2 separate regions of the Sus scrofa genome follow, and region 2 is linked to region 1. A link is a contact called in public HiChIP or PLAC-seq data. All regions are on one chromosome and are shown on one strand. Each heading gives the region's core, a stretch centred on a gene start, on an enhancer-like site or on the middle of the called end of the contact. The rest is flanking DNA. Distances are from core to core; before and after follow the strand shown. Region 1 overlaps LOC100516649 (a long non-coding RNA gene). Region 2 holds the start of NABP1 (nucleic acid binding protein 1).

What was found. HiChIP or PLAC-seq counts read pairs in DNA pulled down with a chosen protein or histone mark.
Region 2: an H3K27ac HiChIP or PLAC-seq map of alveolar macrophages shows a contact between it and region 1. The contact joins the promoter of NABP1 here to the enhancer-like site in region 1. A contact is called at or near these places in 8 of 47 Hi-C or Micro-C datasets (alveolar macrophages, blood, epiblast stem cells and 2 more) and 1 of 2 datasets of contacts at active chromatin or transcription factors (alveolar macrophages).

Annotation. Positions count from the first base shown.
Region 1 is chr15:96,259,186-96,261,781 of Sscrofa11.1, reverse strand. The region is part of intron 2 of LOC100516649 (a long non-coding RNA gene); the gene reads left to right. Among named protein-coding and RNA genes, the nearest start is that of NABP1, 53 kb to the left of the region's middle. Within about 2 kb of position 1,316, at least 16 of the 83 cell types and tissues checked have an H3K27ac peak or open chromatin away from gene starts, as enhancers often do. A contact at or near this core is called in alveolar macrophages and retroperitoneal adipose tissue, where this site is marked.
Region 2 is chr15:96,312,574-96,315,169 of Sscrofa11.1, reverse strand. It overlaps NABP1 (nucleic acid binding protein 1), which reads right to left and starts at 1,286. Exons shown (of 6, transcript NM_001244491.1): 1 at 699-1,286; 2 at 261-399. The coding sequence starts at 789. It overlaps LOC100516649 (a long non-coding RNA gene), which reads left to right and starts at 1,421. Exons shown (of 4, transcript XR_002339369.1): 1 at 1,421-1,781.

The DNA of each region.
Region 1 (2,596 bases), core at 67-2,566:
TGTGGCTGTGATGTAGGCTGGCAGCTACAGCTCTAATTCGCCCCCTAGTCTGGGAATCTCCATATGCCTCGGGTGCGGCCCTAAAAAAGCAAAAAAAATTAAAAATAAATAAGTAAAAAGGAGTTTCCATTGTGGCTCAGTGGATTAAGAACCTAACTAGTATCCATGAGGATGTGGGTTCTACCCCTGGCCTCACTCAGTGGGTTAAGGATCCAGCATTGCCACAAGCTGTGGTATAGGTTACAGATGCTGTTTGGATCTGTGGCATAGGCTGGCAGCTGCAGCTCTGATTCTACCCCTAGCCTAGGAACTTCCAGATGCCACAGGTGTGGCCCTTAAAAAAAGGCAAAAAAAAAAAAAAAAAAAAAAAAGTCTATTTGTTGGGAGGCCTAGTCCATCTCAAGCAAAATCAAAAAAATCTCATAAGCTGTGTTGCCAGTTTGCTTCCTCTTTATAATTCTCTCTTCCACCAATTTAAAAGAATATTTCAAAGGGGCCTAAAGAAAGAATGGAAGAATTTAGCCCTTCATTCCTGAGGTCCAGTCCCCCCTGAGGAGGGACTCTCGGGATACAATCCTGAAGAAGAATGGGCACGGGGAAGTGTGGAGCCCTGTGACAGATGTAAATCTTCAAAGGGGTAGAACTGGTGGGCTTGTGTGAGCTCCATCTGGGAAAGAAAAAGAAGCAGCCCTGGGCTCTATTCGCAGGACCTTCCCCTGGTGAGCGAAGGATGAGAGGAGGCCTGTTCCTACTTTAGCTTCATGGTGTTCTCATGCCCTTTCACCCCAAGAGAACTGATCCTGCCTTGGTATGATTATTTACTTATCCTATAATGCAAAGGAGGTTTTAAACCAGAATTGGCCTTTAGTGAGGCTGCTAGAAGTCTATCCTGGAGTTTATGGGGATTGGGAGGGAGGGGGTATTGTTCAAAGATCCAAGCTTCCTAATGACAACCCTAGGACTTGGAGCCATGTCAACCTGAGCACAGGTCTCCCAGCCAAGGTAGTGCCCTCTGTCTTCACCCCTTGTCTTCTCTTCCCCTCTGCCCCGAGATGCTGGGCATACATACAGGTCATCCTTACTGCAACTTCTCCAGCCTCTGCCCTTGCCCAGGCTTAGTTCTCTTTACCTCATTCCTCCTGCCCACATGCCCATCCCAAGCATGGCAACGTAGCTTTCCTATCATGAACAGGTCATCTATCACGCCACCTCCAGACCCAAGGGTCTGGTTTTTTTAAGAATGGTTGGGTGCAGCTGCATAGGGGAGAAAAGGAAGTGAAACCAAGAAGCCTCAGCTGTGGGCCTTGGCAAGTGAGGAGGGGACAGGAAATCCTATGAGCTGCTGAAGGCAAATCCTGGTGTCCACTTCCCTCATAGTTCAGATTCAGATAAAGAAGTTCAGATCCCAAGTGACTTATTCCAGATTACTCATTTATTCACTGCCAAAGTCAAGACTAGATTCCAGCTCACACAAATATCACCCAATTGATGTGGCTGCTTCTTTCATGCCACATAGAGACAGAAAGGAAAACTGCAGTCTCCCCAGAAATGCCCATGCAAATAATAGTGTGAGAAAGATATCAGAAAAGCTTTACATTGGAACTATTTACAGATTCTATGAAACTAACAAAAGTCCAAATTGATTTTTGCCTTGTTCATATAAAATAATATTAATTAGAGACATATCCACACAGGGCAAAACATTTTATAAACATCATTCACTACTGTGAAATACTAATTACATATTTTCACAGCAACAATCAAATACAGAGGTGGAGTTTCATCCCTAGTTCTGCCTTCCTTCCTGAAATAGGCATTCTTTTGATAAACTTGGTCAGCTGAAAATATTCTCTCTATATCTGTAAAACTGGTAAGATTTGAAGAAAAAATATTGTTTTTCTGTTTTAAAATTGAATCATAATACCTCTGTATAGATATCAAAGTTTCTAGAAGAGGAGCTATGTTAAGATAGTATGATGTAGGGCCTATTAAGCCTTCATCTAGAGTTGTCTCCCTTGCCTAAGAAAGTACTCTGATACCGATCAAATGATTCAATTAATCAGTCCTATCAAACAATGTTTAGTAACTTAGTGTTTCTGTATGGGACACAAAGAGCTGCTGCTGTCACAGAGCTTGCTGTCAAGAGGGGAGGCTCAGATACGCAGAGACCTGTCACCAGAGAAGAAGGTGGACAGGGCGGGTGGGCAGGAAGAGTGCAAAGAGCTATGGGGGTTCAAAGGAAGATGGAGACACAAACATATGTTGAAAAAAAATTTGTGCTAGAATAAACGAGAGATTTGGGGAAAACAGCTACAGAGTTAAATGCTTTGAGGCAAGCCTTGAAGGATGGGAGGGATTGAAAAAAATAGCATTCCTGGGCTTTGCTCCAGAGCACAAACATTCAGAAAATGCAAATATTTAAGATAATGATTTTTAAAAGATTGTGCAAAACATTTACATTTTGCTCCTTCGAAAAACACTTCTCTCTTTCCGCTGTGGTGAACTTACTCAAGTCCCCCAGTCCCAGCCATTTTTGGCAGCTTTCTAATATGAAACCAGAAGAAATTCCATCAGCTGGAGGACTTTTTGCTTTGGT
Region 2 (2,596 bases), core at 37-2,536, 53 kb before region 1:
AAATCTGTAAACTGAGGGTGGGGTTGTTTAGATTCTCAGTTGAAATTGCTTTTAAAGGCTTAGGTGTTACAAACCAATGCTGTCCACCAACTGAGGTTAACATCGAAGGGGGCTCAAAACTTCTCGGAGTGGCCCCGAGGAAAAACAACACGAAACTTTAGAACTTGCCACGGTCCTGGGCGTCAGTCAATTTCGATTTCCCAGACTTCTACTTAGGAGACACTCTCAACCCCTTCCCCAACCCCTTTATGAACACCTACCCTCTGGTCAACCGAATAATATCCCCCGGCTGAATGAGACCTCCGATTTCATCCCACACGGAAATAGTGATGCTGCCCGTTTTATCTGCTACTTTGCATGATCTCACTTCATGGCCGTCTTTGGTTTTGGTCACGCGTCCTGTGGGGATTTAAAAAATCAAAAGGGGGAGGGGTGTATTAGAAAATGAGTACTTCCAAAAAGCTAACTCCTCCTCCGGGATCAAAAGGCGTCTGAAAGGTGGGAAGAGATCGAGCCCCGGGTTCTCGCCCGCAGGTAGGCTACAGCCCCAGCAGGGGCCAACGGAGCCACGTGGATGGGGGAGGGGAGAGAGAAGGTAGGGAAGGGGGAGGGGAGCCCCCGGCTAGCGGCGGCAGCGCCCTTCCCTCTGGCCCCGGGACGCACTGCGGGCGGCGGTGTGGGCTGTGGACCCCACTTACCTATCTCCAAGACAATAAAGACGACATTTAAGTTTTTCAGTCCGGGCTTAATATCTTTTATAAAAAGAGGGGGGTCGTTGACCCCGTTCATAATGAGGCAGGTGCGGCTACGATGCGGAGACTCGAGTGGGCAGGGAGCCGGACAAAGCTTCCCACCACCCCCCTGGGCCAGGTGCGAGGGCGGAGGGGCGACCTTGGGCGAGGATGGCAAGAGAAGGGGCAGAAAGAGGTTAGTCAGGGACGGAGGAAACCAGCTCAGAAGACACTGAGCCGAAAAAAACTGGGGGAAAAAAGCGCTGACAAGTTTAAAAGAAAAAAACACGAACCACTCCGCACCCCGACCCCGCTCCCAACCAGGCGACAGGAAGGCAAGCGTGAGAACTGCCCCTTCTTTGGATAAAAGGAAGAAAAAAAGGCAGCGAGAAGATGCCTCTGCCCTGAGTCCTCTCACACACACACACACACATACACACACACACACAGGGGCGCGTGCCCAGCCTGTCCCGAGCTCCAGGGAGGGAACAGGCTTTGACTGCGAAGCCAGAGCAGAGACCAAGCTTCCGCGCACCCAGCGTCCCAAACAGCGACTGCAGAATGCGCCCGCGCACCGGCTGGACCCCCGCGTCGCCCCGCCCCCTTGTTACGACACACGGCGTCGGGCACGCCCGACGCTCCGCCCTCTAGGCTCTGGAAAGGGGCAGCCAAGGGGCGGAAACAAGCAGACGACGCCCGCTCAGCCTCCTTAGCTCCTCCCCTGGGCTGTCAGTGCGGACCCCGCCCTCTCAGCCGTCCAATCGGCTCTGAACTCCGACCCATTCTCCTCCTGCTTCCGCCGTCGCCGCGCGGCGTCTATTTTGCCCTGCCTAGTCTTCCTTTTTCAGGCTTCTACTACTCACTGTCCAGTTTCTGGTTTTCTTGCATATTGTCCCTCAGATTTCAGTCCTTCGCCCCTGCTTTTTAGTTTCGCGGTCAAGGAGAACGGTTGCTGTGTTTTAGAACGCAGTGGGTACGTCAAAAAGTATGCAGGAGAGGAAGAACAAGGTTCAAGCAAGTGTGGCTGGTCTGGTTGAAAGAAAATAAAAGGTAGGGATGGGTCCTTAGCAGCGAGGCTGGAATTTTAAGACCAGAGGGCAAAAGAGTTCCACTCTACTGCCTCATTTTAAGCTTATTGAGAGCAGGAACTGTGAGGTGGCTTGCTGAAGGTCACTCAGCAACTTTATGAGCAAGCAGGACACAAACACAAGTGACCTAGCCTTGGTGCTTTTCACTCTGTAATACTAGGCAGATAAACAAGAAGTTAAATTCCTTTGCAAACTTAACTATTTTTTCTTGCTCCTCTCAGATTACACTCCCCATTTTGCTTTTCTTCTCTACGTTCATTTTATTAATAGTCTGTTTTTAGAGCAGTTTTATGTCTACAGCAAAACTAAGAGAGGAAGGTACAGAAATTTCCCATATGCTCTCTATCCCCACACATGCGTGACCTCTTCCCATTATCAATGTCTCCCCCAGAGTGGTATGTTTGTTACAGTTGATGAACAACATTAACATATTATTATGCAAAATCCTTAGTTTACCTTAGGGTTTGTTCTTGGTATTGTACATTTTATGGTTTTGGACAAATGTATAATGATACGTATGCAAAATTAATAGTATTATACAGAGTAGTTTCATTGCCCTAAAAATCTTGTGCGCCACCTATTCATCCTTCCCTTACCCCTCATCCTTGGCAACCACTAATATTTTTAGGCTTCATTTTCCAGTATGTCACATAGTTGAAATCATACAGTATGTAGCCTTTCATAATGGCTTTTTTCACTTAGAAATGTGCATTTACATTTCCTCCCTGTTTTTTTCATGAGCTATCAAGTTTTGTATTTGTTTTTGTACATCCGAAA